2 separate regions of the Ovis aries genome follow, and region 2 is linked to region 1. The links are chromatin contacts, called in public Hi-C maps. All regions are on one chromosome and are shown on one strand. The core of a region is the stretch at or near the end of the contact, and the rest is flanking DNA. Distances in the headings are between cores, read along the strand shown.

What was found. A called contact is a pair of places that touch in the nucleus more often than the background predicts.
Region 2: a contact with region 1 is called in a Hi-C map of liver, with 6 times the contacts expected there. The contact joins two enhancer-like sites. A contact is called at or near these places in 6 of 16 Hi-C or Micro-C datasets (blood, liver and mixed tissues).

Annotation. Positions count from the first base shown.
Region 1 is chr2:140,883,316-140,888,370 of ARS-UI_Ramb_v3.0, forward strand. The region is part of intron 1 of CERS6 (ceramide synthase 6); the gene reads right to left. Among named protein-coding and RNA genes, the nearest start is that of CERS6, 69 kb to the right of the region's middle. Within about 2 kb of position 2,531, at least 2 of the 54 cell types and tissues checked have an H3K27ac peak or open chromatin away from gene starts, as enhancers often do. A contact at or near this core is called in liver, where this site is marked.
Region 2 is chr2:140,981,062-140,986,116 of ARS-UI_Ramb_v3.0, forward strand. No RefSeq gene overlaps it. Among named protein-coding and RNA genes, the nearest start is that of CERS6, 29 kb to the left of the region's middle. Within about 2 kb of position 3,145, at least 1 of the 54 cell types and tissues checked has an H3K27ac peak or open chromatin away from gene starts, as enhancers often do. A contact at or near this core is called in liver, where this site is marked.

The sequences.
Region 1 (5,055 bases), core at 1,281-3,780:
TCCTTCCGCTTATCCCTCCCCCTCCCTGCTTCTCCTCCCTCCTCCCCTCTTCTCTTACTCCTCCCCCTTCTCCTACCCCTCCCCACTTCTTCTATCTCTCCCCCCTTCCACGTGATGCTTGCCAGTTCTTCACACCACTACTGCACTCCTTATCTCACAGGATCCATGTGACAAATTTATCAGGCTTATGGGGCAGGCATTATCTCCTTCTCTCTGTCAGAAAAAAAACAGGCCCAACTTTGAACCAAATCAATGAGGGTAAAAAAAAAAAAAAAAAAGGCTTCCTCACAGTGCCCTCACTGACCATGAGACTGGAACATTCTGCTCATAAATTCTCACTCTAACAGGCTAAATTAGCAGCGAGGCTGGTCCCTGATCCCAGCTTTGCAAATGATCTGGCTCTCCCCTGCCTGCTTCCAGTGTTACAACTGCACAGCCTGTCATCCTTAAATTTTGTCTTCTAGATCAGATTTATTTCCCTGAAGGGTTAAACTTCAACCAGTTCTGTCAAACTTGACTTCATAATGAATAGAAAGTAGAATCTATCCATTTATAGGAATGAGAAAATAGTATTTCAATGCTTTCATAAACATGGTCAAACAAATTATATTCATGGAGTAGGGAGTGAGTAGAAGATTTTAGAAATCCTTCCAAAACTTACCAACAATATACAATTGAAGGAGTATCATATATGTATATTTCTTCTTTTAAAAAGTTTAGGACAATGTCCCTTTGGAAAGAAATCTTCCCCTTACCTCCCAATTTATTTTTCTGTCTGGGCTTCCCAGTGACTCAGATGGTCAAGAATCAGCCTGCAATGCAGGAGACCAAGGTTTGATCCTGGGTTGGAAAGACCCCCTGAAGAAGGAAATGGAACCCATTCCAGTATTCTTGCCTGGAGAATTCCATGGGCAGAGGAGTCTGATGGGCTACAGTTCATGGGGGTGCAAAGAGTTGGACAGGACTGAGAGACTAACACTTTCACTTTCATGTGGCAGAGTGCTGTCAAGACTGTGCTTTACTGTATATGAGCACGAGGATGATTTGAAAAGTGCTATCAAGGCCAGTATTCTAATGAATATCACCCAGCACCAAAACATTAACCCATGTTTATGATATATGCAGATGACACCACCCTTATGGCAGAAAGTGAAAGACTAAAAAGCCTCTTGATGAAAGTGAAAGAGGAGAGCGAAAAAGTTGGCTTAAAGCTCAATATTCAGAAAACGAAGATCATGGCATCCGGTCCCATCACTTCATGGGACATAGATGGGGAAACAGTGGAAACAGTGTCAGACTTTATTTTTGGGGGCTCCAAAATCACTGCAGATGGTGACTGCAGCCATGAAATTAAAAGACGCTTACTCCTTGGAAGGAAAGTTATGATCAACCTAGATAGCATGTTAAAAAGCAGAGACATTACTTTGCCAACAAAGGTCTGCCTAGTCAAGGCTATGGTTTTTCCAGTGGTCATGTATGGATGTGAGAGTTGGACTGTTAAGAAAGCTGAAGAAAGCTGAAAAAGAATTGATGCTTTTGAACTGTGGTGTTGGAGAAGACTCTTGAGAGTCCCTTGGACTGCAAGGAGATCCAACTAGTTCATCCTAAAGGAGATCAGTCCTGGGTGTTCATTGGAAGGACTAATGCTGAAGCTGAAACTCTAAACACTTTGGCTACCTCATGCGAAGAGTTGACCCATTGGAAAAGACCCTGATGCTGGGAAGGAATGGGGGAAGGAGGAGAAGGGGACAACAGAGGATGAGATGGCTGGATGGCATCACTGACTCAATGGACATGAGTTTGGGTGAACTCCAGGAGTTGGTGATGGACAAGGAGGCCTGGCGTGCTGCGATTCATAGGGTCACAAAGAGTTGGACAGGACTGAGCGACTGAACTGAACTGAACTGATGATGTACATAAAATTACTATTTAATCAGTTAACAAATATTTATTGACCCTCTACACCCGTGGTCCCAACACCACTTCACATTACAATTTCCCAGCATTTTGAAACATACTGACAACTCGACTGGCCTGGGGCTGTGCCATCAACTTTGTCAATGCTCCCAGGGAATTCCAGTGAGTGGCCAGAGAGAGGAACGGATTGTACACACTAAGGGTTAGAGCGGTGTGGAGAACAACAGCATCGGGGAGAGGAGGTGGTCTTAGAGGAGAACACCAATAGTCTCAGAAGATGCTCCCTTCTACTGACCAAAAAAAAAAAAAAAAAAAACTATGAAAGACATCAGTTCTGCAGGGAGAGAAACTGATCACTTTTCAACATGTCGATGCTTACTGAGCTGGGACCACGGGGCCAAAAGAGGCTAAGTGGTCAAAGGCTCGAGAGATGCAGCTGCAGGGACATTAGGCTGAGAGGTGTTGGTTGAAACCTCGGGATTACAGCACGTGGCTTGGAGAGGTCTGCGATGGGTCCCCAGATAGGAGCCCTGGAGAGGAGGAGACCATAGGGAGTGGGAGGGCAGGGGAGGCATCGGGCAGGAGGCGAAAAAGAGAAATCCATACATACAGGTTTCCAACAGGTGGCGCTAGTAGTAAAGAACCTGCCTGCCAACGCAGGAGATATAGCAGATATGGGTTCAATGCCTGGCTCAGGGAGACCCCCTGGAGAAGGCAACGGCACCCCACTCCAGTACTCTTGCCTGGAAAATCCCATGGACAGAGGAGCCTGGTAGGCTGCAGTCCATGGGGTCGCTAAGAGTCGGACACGACTGAGTGACTTCACTTTCACTTTTCACTTTCATGCATTGGAGAAGGAAATGGCAACCCACTCCAGTGTTCTTGCCTGGAGAATCCCAGGGACGGGGAGCCTGGTGGGCTGCCTTCCATGGGGTCGCTAAGAGTTGGACATGATTGAAGTGACTTGGCACGCATGCACACATGTAACTAAGTCATTTAAGCATTCACTATAAAATGTTCAGAAATCTCAAAGTTTCAAGAATCACTTTTCACAAACAGGTAGAACTGTTCTTATTAATATATTCTTGGGGGAAGTGCTTTAATGGTGAAATTACTACATAATCCATTCAAACACAACTTCAGAAAACACTGGGTCCCTGACTATTGTTCAGAAGGGGAATCAAAGAAGTATTCTCCACCCTCCAAGAGTTTACTGTATTGCAGGCCCAGACGCCCCAAGATGAGACATTTAGAAGACGTTGTAGAGGCGACAGCTTTGCTTTATAGAACAGAGAAGGAAAAACAAAGCCGAATTTTCAGATTTGCACTTTCAATTAGATCCCCAGTGGAGAGTTAAGTGAAAGATGACAACAGGAACAACAGTGACTAAATTATGACGCATCCTTTAACGTCCTTTAAACTGTGTATATGTTTTTAAAGCACAAAAAGTCATTCACTGCAGAATTATTCATAAGAATCTCTCTGCTGTGTTACTGCCATACACTAACGTGCCACTTCAGTGTCTTAAGGACATGCATCTTAATTTTTTCCTTTAGTTGGAAAAAATGTATGGCTACATTAACTACTTGGTATATACCTGCCAACTAAAAATGGAAAGAACACTTTCCCCCAATTAGAGGTTATCATCCGACAGATAATCAAGAAGAGAGTAACCTCTTATACTCCCATAATCTCTATGGTTTATTAGTATGGGTTTTTGAAATTAACCCCAGTTCCCAGGAAATTTTTTTGCAGAATCTTTAACAGAAACACACACACACACACACACACACACACACACACACACACGTCTTCTTTTCTATGGAAGGTGAGGCTATATTTGCCCCAACAGCCAAAAAAACCCAAGAGATCTCAGAGGCTCTGACATCCTCCCTAAAACCATAGCTAGAGCTTTACCACCAGAACCTCCCATCTGCTGTATCTATAAGCACGTACGTAACATCAGCAAGCATCCTTCTCAGCTTGACCTTTACCAGGAAAAGAAAGTGACTAAAACAGATGCTCACTTCTGGTTCATTTGGGCTAGTAGGAAAAACATCCTATTCCTCCCTTCTCTCCAAATAATAAGTTTTGTGGTCTGAACAACAGCCATCAAACATTAAACTCAGTAGCTAACAGTTCAGCTCAGTTCAGTTCAGTCGCTCAGTCGTGTCTGACTCTTTGAGACCCCATGAATCGCAGCACACCAGGCCTCCCTGTCCATCACCAACTCCTGGAGTTCACTCAGACTCACATCCATCGAGTCAGTGATGCCATCCAGCCATCTCATCCTCCGTCGTCCCCTTCTCATCCTGCCCCCAATCCCTCCCAGCATCAGAGTCTTTTCCAATGAGCCAACTCTTCGCATGAGGTGGCCAAAGTACTGGAGTTTCAGCTTCAGCATCATTCCCTCCAAAGAAATTCCAGGGTTGCTCTCCTTCAGAATGGACTGGTTGGATCTCCTTGCAGTCCAAGGGACTCTCAAGAGCTAACAGTAATGAGGGGCAAAAAAAGCCCAAGTTTGTGCTTTTCCTCTTCTCATCTTTTAGGACAAAGTATGATCCCTTACTAAACCTGAGATCAACAGTGCAAAGGTAAACACTACCAGAGTTCATTTGATTATAAAATGGGACTTCCCCAAGAGATACTCAGATATGGAAAGGGTTGCCACGTCCTGAGAGAAGCAGGATGTTTAAAGGTGGAAAACAAGTCTGAGCTTCATAGGTAGGCAGATGTGACTTTCGGTTTTCACATCCTTCCAGTCTAAGGTGAGATTACAACTTAAATCTCATGTTCTTCATTTCCAACATGGGAACAGTTACCCCAATGACCCTGGGTCAAACCTTCTTTTAGAATCCTTACACATGCAATCCTCACAGAATCCTCAAAACAACCCTAAAAGATAGGTACTGCGTGCGTGCTAAGTCACTCAGTCGTGTCCAACTTTTTACAACCCCATGGACTGTAACCTGCCAGGCTCCTCTGTCCATGGGATTCTCCAGGGAAGAATATTGGAGTGGGTTGCCATGCTCTCCTTCAGGGGATCTTCCTGACTCAGGGATAGAACCTGAGTCTCTTATATCTCCTGCACTGGGAGGCAGGTTCTTTACCACTAGTGCTACCTGGCAAGCCCCAAAA
Region 2 (5,055 bases), core at 1,895-4,394, 98 kb after region 1:
CAGGGAAGGCTCTGCAAACCTCCCTCTATTTAGAAAAGTATGCCTCCTACCCTTTACAATTAAGGTCTCCTTGTGTGCTCTTAACACCAGTCCCGCCTACCTTCTTTTGTAACTTGCTCCATCAACTACCTTTATTTTTGTCTCCTGTGTCTCTCAGCCTTCAAATATGCTCAAGGGCACCATATCTTAAAGAAAAGCAACACAGGCAAAGGCTTTTCTACCCCTACCTCTCACGCTACCGGCTCACTTCTTGTTCCCTGTCGATAGACTTGTTGGAAGGGTAAGGCTTCATGTACTGTCTGTTCTAGTCACCTCTCCAGAAACTCTTTCCCCCAGACCAAAGTGTTGGACATCTGAGGCTTTATTACTGTTGTTTGCTTGCTTGTTTGTTCTGTCATTCCTGACCAGAGTTCCTCTTGTGGTCACAGTTAGAGGGGCCATATACAGAAGCTGATCTAGATCTCTGGAGTTTCCTTCTTTGAAATTTGACACCTGAACAGAGACACACAGGGAAGATGTGAGTGCTGAGCATCAGTTGGCATCACAGTGAAGAAAAGCCCACTTGTTTTTCTGCTCAGCATCCTTTACTATCTAAAAGTCCATCCTGTTTTCCTGCCCTTCTTGAGACCTAGAAGTCCAGCTCCTCATGAGACTCTGGCAGCTAAACTGTGTCCTGAAAGCCCCTCTTTTCAAGTTAGTGAAGGGGAAATGGGGAGTGAAGGCTAAGAAGCATAGTTTCTTTCATGAGGTGTCTTTCTCACCCACATCCTAAGATTATGGGACTATAAGGGTATAAATCCCTGACATCAAAACTCCCTACAAGCCTAACATTATAGGGCAAATTATTAGCATGAAGCCATCAGACCCTACATCCTTTGAGCTGTCTTGAACAGACTTTTCCTGTTACAAGGGGCGTTCAAGGGTAGAGTGGTGATGGTTGAAAAAAACAAATGGAGCACAACAGGGGTGCTTATTAATTAGTTAGAAGAATAACGAATCGGGTTGGCTTGTCCTCAGTCCTAGGAGGCCTAGAGATGAGCACACATAAAATCAAGTGGACCTAGATCCACGTTTTGGCGGATCCAGCTTTAAATCCCAGCTCCACTACTTACCCTTGTCTTAGACTCCTTAACTTCTCTAAGCCTGAGTTTCTATACCTGGAAAATGCAGATAATAAAACTGTCAACTGTGTAAAGTTCTTGTGAAGATGAAATGAGCTGTAAGAATTTTAAATGATTAGCAGAGTGTCTGTTAACCAGTGAGTGATCAATAAATGTAACTTGCTGTGACTATGATTTTTTTCTAAGTTCACATATAATCTCACTGGTTTGCCATGAGTTAGGCTATGAATGGATGGTTATAAATAAACATTTTAATTGCATTTTAAAATTATGTTAAAATCATCCTTAAGTTGCCCATAAGGAAAAAATATTGGTTTGGATCCTTCAAGAAGAAAAGATAGATTTGAGCATTCAGTGACAATAGTTGAGCTTCTTGGAATGGAGCAGCTTGGTTACCAGGGATTTTCTTTAACTGAGGAAGACACACTTACGTGTTAACATATTTTAGATGTGTATTATGTTTAGGGAGTCTTACTGTTCAAGGAAGTAAAGGAGGGAGGCTGTCTCTCATTGTACAAAATCAGACAAAAAGAAAGTACAATGGGCCTTTGAACAATGAGAGGGCTGGGCATACCAATACTCCCTATAGTGGAAAATCGCTGGATAATTTATAGTCAGCCTTCCTTATACGTGATTCCTCTGTGTCTACGATTCCATATCCACAGATTTAACCAACCTGAGATTTTGTAGTACTCCAGTATTTACTGTTGGGAAAAATCTGAGGTTAAGTGCCCCAGGCAGTTCAAATCTATGGTGTTCACTGATCAGCTGTACTGAACTGAGAGAGAAACTAAAGGTTATAGTAGCAGTCGACACCTCATCTAAACTGCAGAGTGTACAGGTGGGGTGCTATATGATTCAGTGCTAAATGCTAACATAACTTCAGTAGTTTCCTAAAAGCGATAAGGAGTGTGATAATTGAGTAAATCTTTATAATTCCAGGGCTTTAGTTCAGTGATTTACAGGAACTGTACCTAACGTTGTTCTCTGTTCAGGCCCTTACTGCACAGCATTAAACAGGTTGCTTGGAAATTAAACCAGAGCACTAGGTCTTAGACCCCTGTTCTACTGCTTAGTACCTGTGTGACCTTGGTTATATAAAGTGTGGCCATCTGTAACGTGCAACAAATAAAAACACCTGCCAAACTGGCTTCAAAGAACTATTGGAAACATCAAAAGAAATAATGTGAACACCCTTTGCAAATTTGAGGGCAGGATACAAACGTCTGTTGTGATTACATAAAATCTAGTGGTTAGTAAATGATTAAACACTTTACATTTTATTTTAAAGGCACATTTTTTAGAAGAATATTCATTTATTTATTTCACTGTACAGGGTCTTAGTTGCAGCATGTGGGATCTAAGTACCCTGACCAGGGATCAAACCCAGGCCCCCCGCGTTGAGGGCATGGAGTCTTAACCAGTGGACCAGCAGAGAAGTCCCTTAAAGGCACATGGTTTTAAAAAGATTTATTATTTATTATTAATCTGTGGCTGTGCTGGGTGTTCACTGTTGTGTGGCCTTTTTCTCTAATTGTGGCGAGTGAGGGCTACTCTTCATTACAGTGCTCCGGCTTGTCTTTGCAGTGGCTTTGCTTGCTGCGGAGCACAGGCTGAGTGGGCATAGGGGCTGCGTAGTTGTGACTCCCGGGCTCAGTAGTTAGGTTTCCAGGGGTCTAGAGCACCAGCTTTGTAGTTGTGGCACATGGGCTTATTTGCTCCACACGCAGCATGTGGGATCTTCCTGCATCAGGAACTGAATCCGTGTCTCTTGCGTTGCAAGGTGGATTCTTAACCACTGGACCACCAGGGAAGTCCTGAGGTACATTTTTATAGTGGAAAAAATTGACTTCACCAAAAGTTCTTTTAAAATACAATTTACAAAATTATTATTATTATTATTTTTTTACAAAATTATTTTAAAATAAAAAGTTGAAAAATTCATCTGTAGGCTCCGGCATTAGACGCCACCTGGTGGCGGTTAAGAGTAATGCAAGTGCATTGCTGAGCTGCCGCGCGAATGTCACGGGAAAATGTTAGACCAAGAGGCTCAAAGAAGGGCTTGGAGAAGGAAATGGCAACCCACTCCAGTGTTCTTGCCTGGAGAATCCCAGGGACAGAGGCACCTGGTGGGCTGATGTCTATGTGGTCGCACAGGGTCGGACACGACTGAGGCGACTTAGCTGCAGCAGCAAAGAAGGGCTTAGACTGAAATGAGCTGAAATGAGACTTGCCATACTTGGGATTGGGGCTTCTGTGGTGGCTCAGATGGTAAAGAGTCTGCCTGCATTGAGGGAGACCTGGGCTCAATCCCTGGGTGGGGCAGATCCCCTGGAGAAGGAAATGGCATCCCACTCCAGTATTCTTGCCTAGAGAATCCCATGGACAGAGGAGCCTGGCAGCCTGGGGTCGCAAAGACTCAGACAGGACTGAGTGACTAACATTTCCACTTTCATACTTGGGATTTAAGCTAGAAAATTGCTCTAGGTTTTTGTGTGCTATAAGTTGCTGCAGTCAAGCCACTGCTTGCCTCTACTGTAAGTAAGTTAGCAGAAGAAAGTCAAGCCTTTTCGTCATTTTTTACTTCCCACTGACCAGCACAGTAGTGCTCAACACATTTATTAAATGAAAAATGAAGAATAAGAGAAGAGGAAATAGGGAGGGAAAATCTTAAACTCTGTAAACCAGCCCATTCTCTGTGTCTTTGTTAGCTATTCCCGCCCCCGCCCCCCTGCTATTATAGTTGGTGGCTTCCCTGGTGACTCAGATGGTAAAAGAATCCACCTGCAATGCAGGAGACCTGCGTCCAATCCCTGGGTCAGAAAGATCCTCTGGAGAAGGCAATAGCAGCCCACTCCAATATTCTTGCCTGGAGAATTCCATGGACAGACGAACCTGGCAGGCTATAGTCCATGGGGTTGCAAACAGTTGGACGTGACTGAGCGACTAAGTACATTCAGTTCAGTTCAGTTCAGTTCAGTTGCTCAGTTGTGTCCAACTCTTTGCGACCCCATGAATCGCAGCACGCCAGGCCTCCCTGTCCATCACCATCTCCCGGAGTTCACTCAGACTCACGACCATCGAGTCAGTGATGCCATCCAGCCATCTCATGCTCTCTCGTCCCCTTTTCCTCCTGCCCCCAATCCCTCCCAGCATCCGAGTCTTTTCCAATGAGTCAACTCTTCGCATGAGGTGGCCAAAGTACTGGAGTTTCAGCTTCAGCATCAGTCCTTCCAAAGAAATCCCAGGGCTGATCTCCTTCAGAATGGACTGGTTGGATCTCCTTGCAGTCCAAGGGACTCTCAACAGTCTTCTCCAACACCACAGTTCAGAAGCATCAATTCTTCGGCGCTCAGCCTTCTTCACAGTCCTACTCTCACATCCATACATGACCACGGGAAAAACCACAGCCCTGACTAGACGGACCTTAGTTGGCAAAGTAATGTCTCTGCTTGTGAATATGCTATCTAGGTTGGTCATAACTTTTCTTCCAAGGAGTAAGCGTCTTTTAATTTCATGGCTGCAGTCACCATCTGCAGTGATTTTGGAGACCAAAAATAAAGTCTGACACTGTTTCCACTGTTTCCCCATCTATTTGCCATGAAGTGATGGGACCGGATGCCATGATCTTCGTTTTCTGAATGGTGAGCTTTAAGCCAACTTTTTCGCTCTCCTCTTTCACTTTCATCAAGAGGCTTTTTAGCTCCTCTTCACTTTCTGCCATAAGGGTGGTATCATCTGCATATCTGAGGTTATTGATATTTCTCCCAGCAATCTTGATTCCAGCTTGTGCTTCTTCCAGTCCAGCGTTTCTCATGATGTACTCTGCATAGAAGTTAAATAAGCAGGGTGACAATATGCAGCCTTGACGTACTCCTTTTCCTATTTGGAACCAGTCTGTTGTTCCATGTCCAGTTCTAACTGTTGCTTCCTG